Regions from separate parts of the Mus musculus genome. Here region 2 is linked to region 1. The links are chromatin contacts, called in public Hi-C maps. All regions are on one chromosome and are shown on one strand. The core of a region is the stretch at or near the end of the contact, and the rest is flanking DNA. Distances in the headings are between cores, read along the strand shown.

Region 1 (2,857 bases), core at 111-2,610:
ACCACGAGCGCCAAAAACCTCAGAAAGTGTGAGTGAAATGAGGAATTCTTCTGTGTGGTAGTTTTATTTAGGTCACAGCAACACAAAGTCTGACTGGCACACTATCTAAACCACAGCCCATTCCATACCAGCCAGCCCCAAGCAATCAGGGTACCCTTTCATTAAGAACCAGCAAGGTTCCCATCTTCAAAGTCCTATGAAAACTAAACAGACCCAAATCCTAGTCTCAGCACAGTGCTCAGTGGGAGGCTGCTGAACACACTCTTGACACACAATTCCAGGTGCCTGAATGTTCCCTGGTCCTGAAGAAACACACTAGATTTATCCCCCTCCCTCAAAGGCATGTGTCATTCTCTTATTCAAAGAGATTCTTAATTTTTTATGACATTATCTCTAAATTGGACCCTGGCCTCTAATTTACATAATTTTCAGACATCTCAGGAAATCTATTTAAAAATCCAATGGGAATTGAGTGGGCGACGGGCTCCAAGGCATAGGTAGCCAAGCCTCCCTGGCTGTAACAGTTTTCTGGTTCACTGGCAGACAGGGCTCCAGGCCTCTGCGCCGACACACTGTAGCAAATTTCAACTAGAAAGACCTTTGATACTTTTTCATCAAAAATCATACCTAAGGATTGGCGGATGCTACCTGCTTCTCTCGCCACTCAGTGAAACACTTCAAGCTCACATCTCTGTTTTACAGGTAACTTTATCAAGTAAGGAAACAGCAGACCCTGAACAGCAAGATAACAGAGCGATACATAGAAGTGTGGTTGAGCCTCTGTTACAGAACGCTGGTTTCTTTCCGCAAACCTTTTGACCCCTCCAAGTTGTACCTTAGAAGGTGACATTATTCCCCTTCCCATCCTACTGAGCCTCCAAACTGAGTCGAATCTTGGAAAATATTGACTGATCCATTATGGAGGAAACAGTATCTCCATGTGGCTACTGGAATTTTTCTTATATTCAACTCCATTTTCTGGTAGCTTAACTTTATAAACTTTTTAAATTTTATGAAGCATAAATACAGCATGAATCCCACTAAGACATGACATCCTCTACTTGGGGCTGGCCTACATGGTTTGTCTTGAGGGGGAGGGGAGGGGACAAAAAGGGAGGGGAGGGGACAAAATGGGAGGAGAGGGGAGGGGAAAGGTTTTAAAGAAAGGGAAACCTTAATGTACCAATCCTTCCTCCTCCTGTGGCTTGTTGCAGAAAAGGGAACCCTCTGGTAGGCCCTGAGAAACTGGACAGTCGTTGGCTCTCCTCAACCTTCCTTACCGAGATACTGCCTCCGAGAACAGACATAGGTGACAGGAAACATGTGGGCTTGCATGTGTCAGAACTAGCTTGAGTCTTGCAGGTCTGTATGGTTGTCCTAGTGCAAGCCACAGTATTGTGTCCCAGCCATGACAGTAACTGTGTGAACCTCCATAAATAGTCACCAAAACCCAACACTTAAGTTTATTCTGAAGAAAGCAGGTCCACCAGTCAGGGGCTGAGCTCCCCACTACAGAGGGTCTGCTGTTCCCCTCCCCCCTTGCCATGCCGTTCTTAGGGCTTCCGCAAGTTGCATCAAGCAGGATGACTGATGGGTGTTGCAAGCAGTAGAAACCACAGTCTGCCAACCCCCGTGGCCCCTCCCTGCTGCCCTCCCTCAACCCTTTCCTGGCAAATAATATCTAATATCTGGTGCAGCACAAAAGATCAATGCCTTCTGCAACGATTGTGTCTCTAAAATTAGTGATCGGGCAAGGGAAGAAAAAAAAATCAAATTCCCAGCTCTTTTAGACTACATTTGAATTGTAAGTGCCATGGTCATCAAATGCAAACTATCATCTTTGGGTCCATCTGTAAACAGAACACCTTAAAGGAGGAAACAGCAGGCTAGGAGGAAGACACTGCAGAAGCAGCCTTCCTGCTTTGACCAGCTTGTTTTTCCAGAAGATTCTGCCAGTGAATACCATAACACTACCAAGGGGCTCTCCAAGGGGCGTGTCTTGAAAAGGCGATGAAGCAGCTGCTCTGCGAAGGCAGTCACACACTCAGATGGCAGGAGTTTCCTGTTGCTGCTGTAACAACCACAAACCAGTGGCTTCGAATGAATCACGACCTTAGCAGCTCACAACTCCGAAGCTCCGAAGCTTGAAATGGGGGTCTTGGGGTTAATGCTGGTGGGTTAGTGCTGGTGGTGGCTTCCCTACTGCATGGTCAGCTGACCAGAAATGTTAATTCAACCAGGAACTCCAGTTCCGTCAATTGCGGGTTGCATGACCTCAGCGCATGCTCCAGGGATTTGGATGTAGGTGTAGGGTGAGTTTGGGGTGGGAGCCCTTTCTGTCTGCCACAGAGGGACACTTTAGCCTTCACCCTCGCCCTCCACACCACCCTCTACTCCTCGCATACCTCACCATTGACGCCACCCCCACACCACGCCTCTTCACCCTCCACCCTCACCCACTCTCCACCCGACCCGTGTCGTCCCCCCCCCCCCTTCCTCCACACCATACTTCCTTCCCAAGGCAACCTGGCTGTTTTGGCAACATCTCTACTTCAGATGGAGCCTATAGGTGGCTCATCGGGGCCCCCTGCTGAAATGCATCTTCTCTGGGGCATTTCAGGGGTGGTCAGGATGTCGACTGAGGGCAGCTAACCTCTGCTTCACGAAGAAGCATCACAACCACGACTAACAGGGATTTAGTTCCTGCGGCATGAGCAGCCATCAGGACCCTCAAACTTCTGTGCCACCTTATGAAAATTATTTTTAATAACTCTCTGGGCAATTTGCTAATTATTTCAAGTTTCCAGGATTTCCAATATCTGTGAAAGACAGAATGAGGTCCACATGTTGGCCGCAG
Region 2 (2,857 bases), core at 152-2,651, 570 kb before region 1:
TGGGGCCTGCTCCCCCAGGCTGTTCTTGTTTCTAGGTTTGTGTAGAGAAAGTGTGTCTTTACCCCCCCCCCCCCCCAGCTCTCACACTGTACCTCTGCAAGTCTCACATCTGTCGGCACATCTGCCTCACTCACAGGATGCAATTCCACCTCAATGCCTGGCTTACTGTGAGCTCTCAACAGAAGTTTGTACACTGAATTAATGAGCTGCAGAAGAGAGGCATACAGGAGACTGACTGCAAATGGTTTGGATGTTTCATCCACCTAACCTTCCAATGGGGTGAGTGATGGGCTCAGACAGTGAAGCCAGGAGTGGATGAAGACATCGTTGAGTGAACCCTGGGACCCCTGGGCTTCCCTGGGATTCTGGAAGCAGGTGTTTAGAAAACCTGCAGGAAACAAGGGGGCAGATCTCACTTCCGTCATGGGGAGTCCTACAGTGTTCTGCGAATCTGGAACACTGCTGTCTGGAACTGTTTATAAGTCCTGTTATTTAGCTCTCTGGCAGGGCCCTTGCTGGAAGGCAGCTGCTTTTCCTCTTGAGGGGGACTACTGATGGCTGCTTCTGTTTTGCTGGTCTGAATCCACCTTCAAACATGCCAGGGACAAACTCTAGATTCCCAAAGCTTCACTAAACCCTCATGCACCAATTGCTGTAGCCTTTACAAACAGACACCCAGTGCCCTGCTGAGAATATTGTCTAGGGCTTATTTACTTATTTGCTTTCTTTTAACAAATAGGATTTCAAATATATTGGAATTTGGCCGTTGAAAGGGGGTGACTTTGAGCTTGCAGTCATCGGTACAGAACACTTGTGAAAAGCCAACCTTTGGCTTTGGCTCTGCTCCCTCTTGACCCCCCCCCCCCAGGCTAGGTAGGGGGGTGCTGTTTCTCTCAAACCTCCCAAAAGTGAGAGGCAGGGGTGGGTGAGTGGGTGGGTGGGTGGTGGTGGTGGTGGTGGTAGAAAAAACCTGAGTGACCTGCTTTGAGTCCCAGGGGTAGGCCTGGGCAAGACAAGTTTTAATTTGAGGATTCTTTTCAGTGCCTGGATTCTCTGGAGGAGACGAACCCACCCCTTTATTTGTACTGGACCAGTAGAACACCACTCTTCACAGGGGGAGGATGGTGTCAAGGCAGGAAACAGAAAGATCAAGGTAGTGCAGGAGTAGAAAAAACAAAACAGACAAAATAACAAGCAACAAAGGGGTCTGGGTACTTGGCATATCCCGTTGCTATCCTTGGACTCTGCCACCCTGGACTCTCTCTCTCCATTGCTTCTTCCTTTCCAGGGCCCAAAGGCTGGAGGAGCCCAGGCCTGGCCTTCAGAGCTCTTACCCAATCTTGGATCCTGGCCGCGAGTCAACTGCACCCTTCCAATCTCGAGTTTAAGTCGCTCTCTGTTACCATGGGAACGGAACACGCATCTCTACCACTTCTCTGTTGTTTCGGGCATTCTATACCTTGGACCCTTAGCTTCCAGTTCCCAGCCAAAGGAGGAGAGGGGAGAGGGAGAGGGAGGGAAGGGAGTCTGGCTTCTAAGGTGAAAAGATGGTAGGAGTGCCTCCCAGGGCATCCCGTGTGGACTCACCTGCGCTGGAACCCAGGACCAACATCTCTAAGCCCCTGGGTGTCACCATCAGCTCATCGGCTCCGTTGAGTGCTATCCATGAGACAGAGAGTTGCCTTTGGGAACATGCATGGGCCTGATCTGGAGTCAGGGGACAGAACCCCGGTGAAATGTACTGATCGTGACTCTAGATGGACTCGCTGGTGTTGCAGGGTGGGTTGGGATGGACGGAGAGGAGGTCAGACCAGCCGATTTGAATACAGGGGTGGGCATTTCTGGTACTTGTACAGAAGTTTCATCAGAAAGAGAGCTGGGCATTTGAAATGTGATGCTTTGTTGTGATTTCCCATTCTTAATAAGCAATTGTGTTTGCATCTAAGTTTGTAATTCCAATTCTTTCTTTTCTGAGTGAGTCTGACAAGCTGTATAAACTGCAGGTTTCTGTGACGCCTAAGCAGTCACTAGGACTGTGTGTTCCTGGCTAATAGTGCCTCCTGGTGGCCTGGGCTAGACTCCTGGGAAGAGCTGAGAACAACAACAACACAAAAGAAACTGCTGGGAAAGTAAGGGGCACAGACCCACCGGGAAACCAGTAAACAGAGAACAGTCGGTGGCCGTTTCTGCCCCTCTCCGAGGCAATGAGGAGACCCAGGCGAGGCTCATAAAGGTATTGCTGGGCAGGAGAGTGGAGAACTGATCTGGCTGCTTTGGGTATGCTTTGGGTATCAAGCAGACTCAAGGGCAGTGCCAAGGGCTGGCCTGTGAGAATGGGTATAGCTGCCCCTCCCTGCCCGCACCATCATCTCCAATGCCCTTACATGAATCTAAGTAAAAAAGTGTGCTGTATTGTGTACACACAGCTTCAAGGAAAGTTTCCAAGTCTGTCATTTCAAGCAGTGCCCTTAGCTTCAGAGTCCATGTCAGGGTTCCCTTCCTGTCAGCCTGGTGTCTGGAATCTAGGCCATTGTTACTGTACAGTCTTCCACAAGATGGCGCCCACTGGTTTTATGTAGATGGGGTCATTCCTTTGGGGAGATTAAAAAAAAAAGATTTATTTATGTATATGAGTGCTCTATCTGCATGCCAGAAGAGGGCATCAGATCCCAGATTAGATGCTTGTGAGCCACCATGCGGTTGCTAGGAACTGAACTCAGGACCTCTGTGAGAGCATCCAGTGCTTTAATTGCTGAGCCATCATCTCTCCAGCCCCTGTGGGGATTTTCTTAAACACCTACTACATGCCTATATCATATTAGGAGGTGTTGGGAACATAGATGGAGTGAGACAGAAA

The links. A called contact is a pair of places that touch in the nucleus more often than the background predicts.
Region 2: a contact with region 1 is called in a Hi-C map of pre-B cells, with 2.9 times the contacts expected there. The contact joins the promoter of Erich6b here to the enhancer-like site in region 1. A contact is called at or near these places in 19 of 39 promoter capture datasets (the 3T3-L1 cell line, the C10 cell line, the HPC-7 cell line and 11 more), 2 of 15 datasets of contacts at CTCF or cohesin (large pre-B cells and pro-B cells), 23 of 484 Hi-C or Micro-C datasets (B cells, the C10 cell line, CD8 T cells and 16 more) and 1 of 9 other capture datasets (embryonic stem cells).

What each region holds. Positions count from the first base shown.
Region 1 is chr14:75,068,229-75,071,085 of GRCm38.p6, reverse strand. No RefSeq gene overlaps it. Among named protein-coding and RNA genes, the nearest start is that of Rubcnl, 54 kb to the right of the region's middle. Within about 2 kb of position 1,360, at least 123 of the 459 cell types and tissues checked have an H3K27ac peak or open chromatin away from gene starts, as enhancers often do. A contact at or near this core is called in B cells, CD8 T cells, the HPC-7 cell line and 8 more, where this site is marked.
Region 2 is chr14:75,640,766-75,643,622 of GRCm38.p6, reverse strand. It overlaps Erich6b (glutamate rich 6B), which reads right to left and starts at 1,401. Exons shown (of 13, transcript NM_001369022.1): 1 at 1,335-1,401. It overlaps Gm36219 (a long non-coding RNA gene), which reads left to right. Exons shown (of 6, transcript XR_383598.2): 2 at 137-279; 3 at 1,042-1,153; 4 at 1,289-1,779; 5 at 2,004-2,233.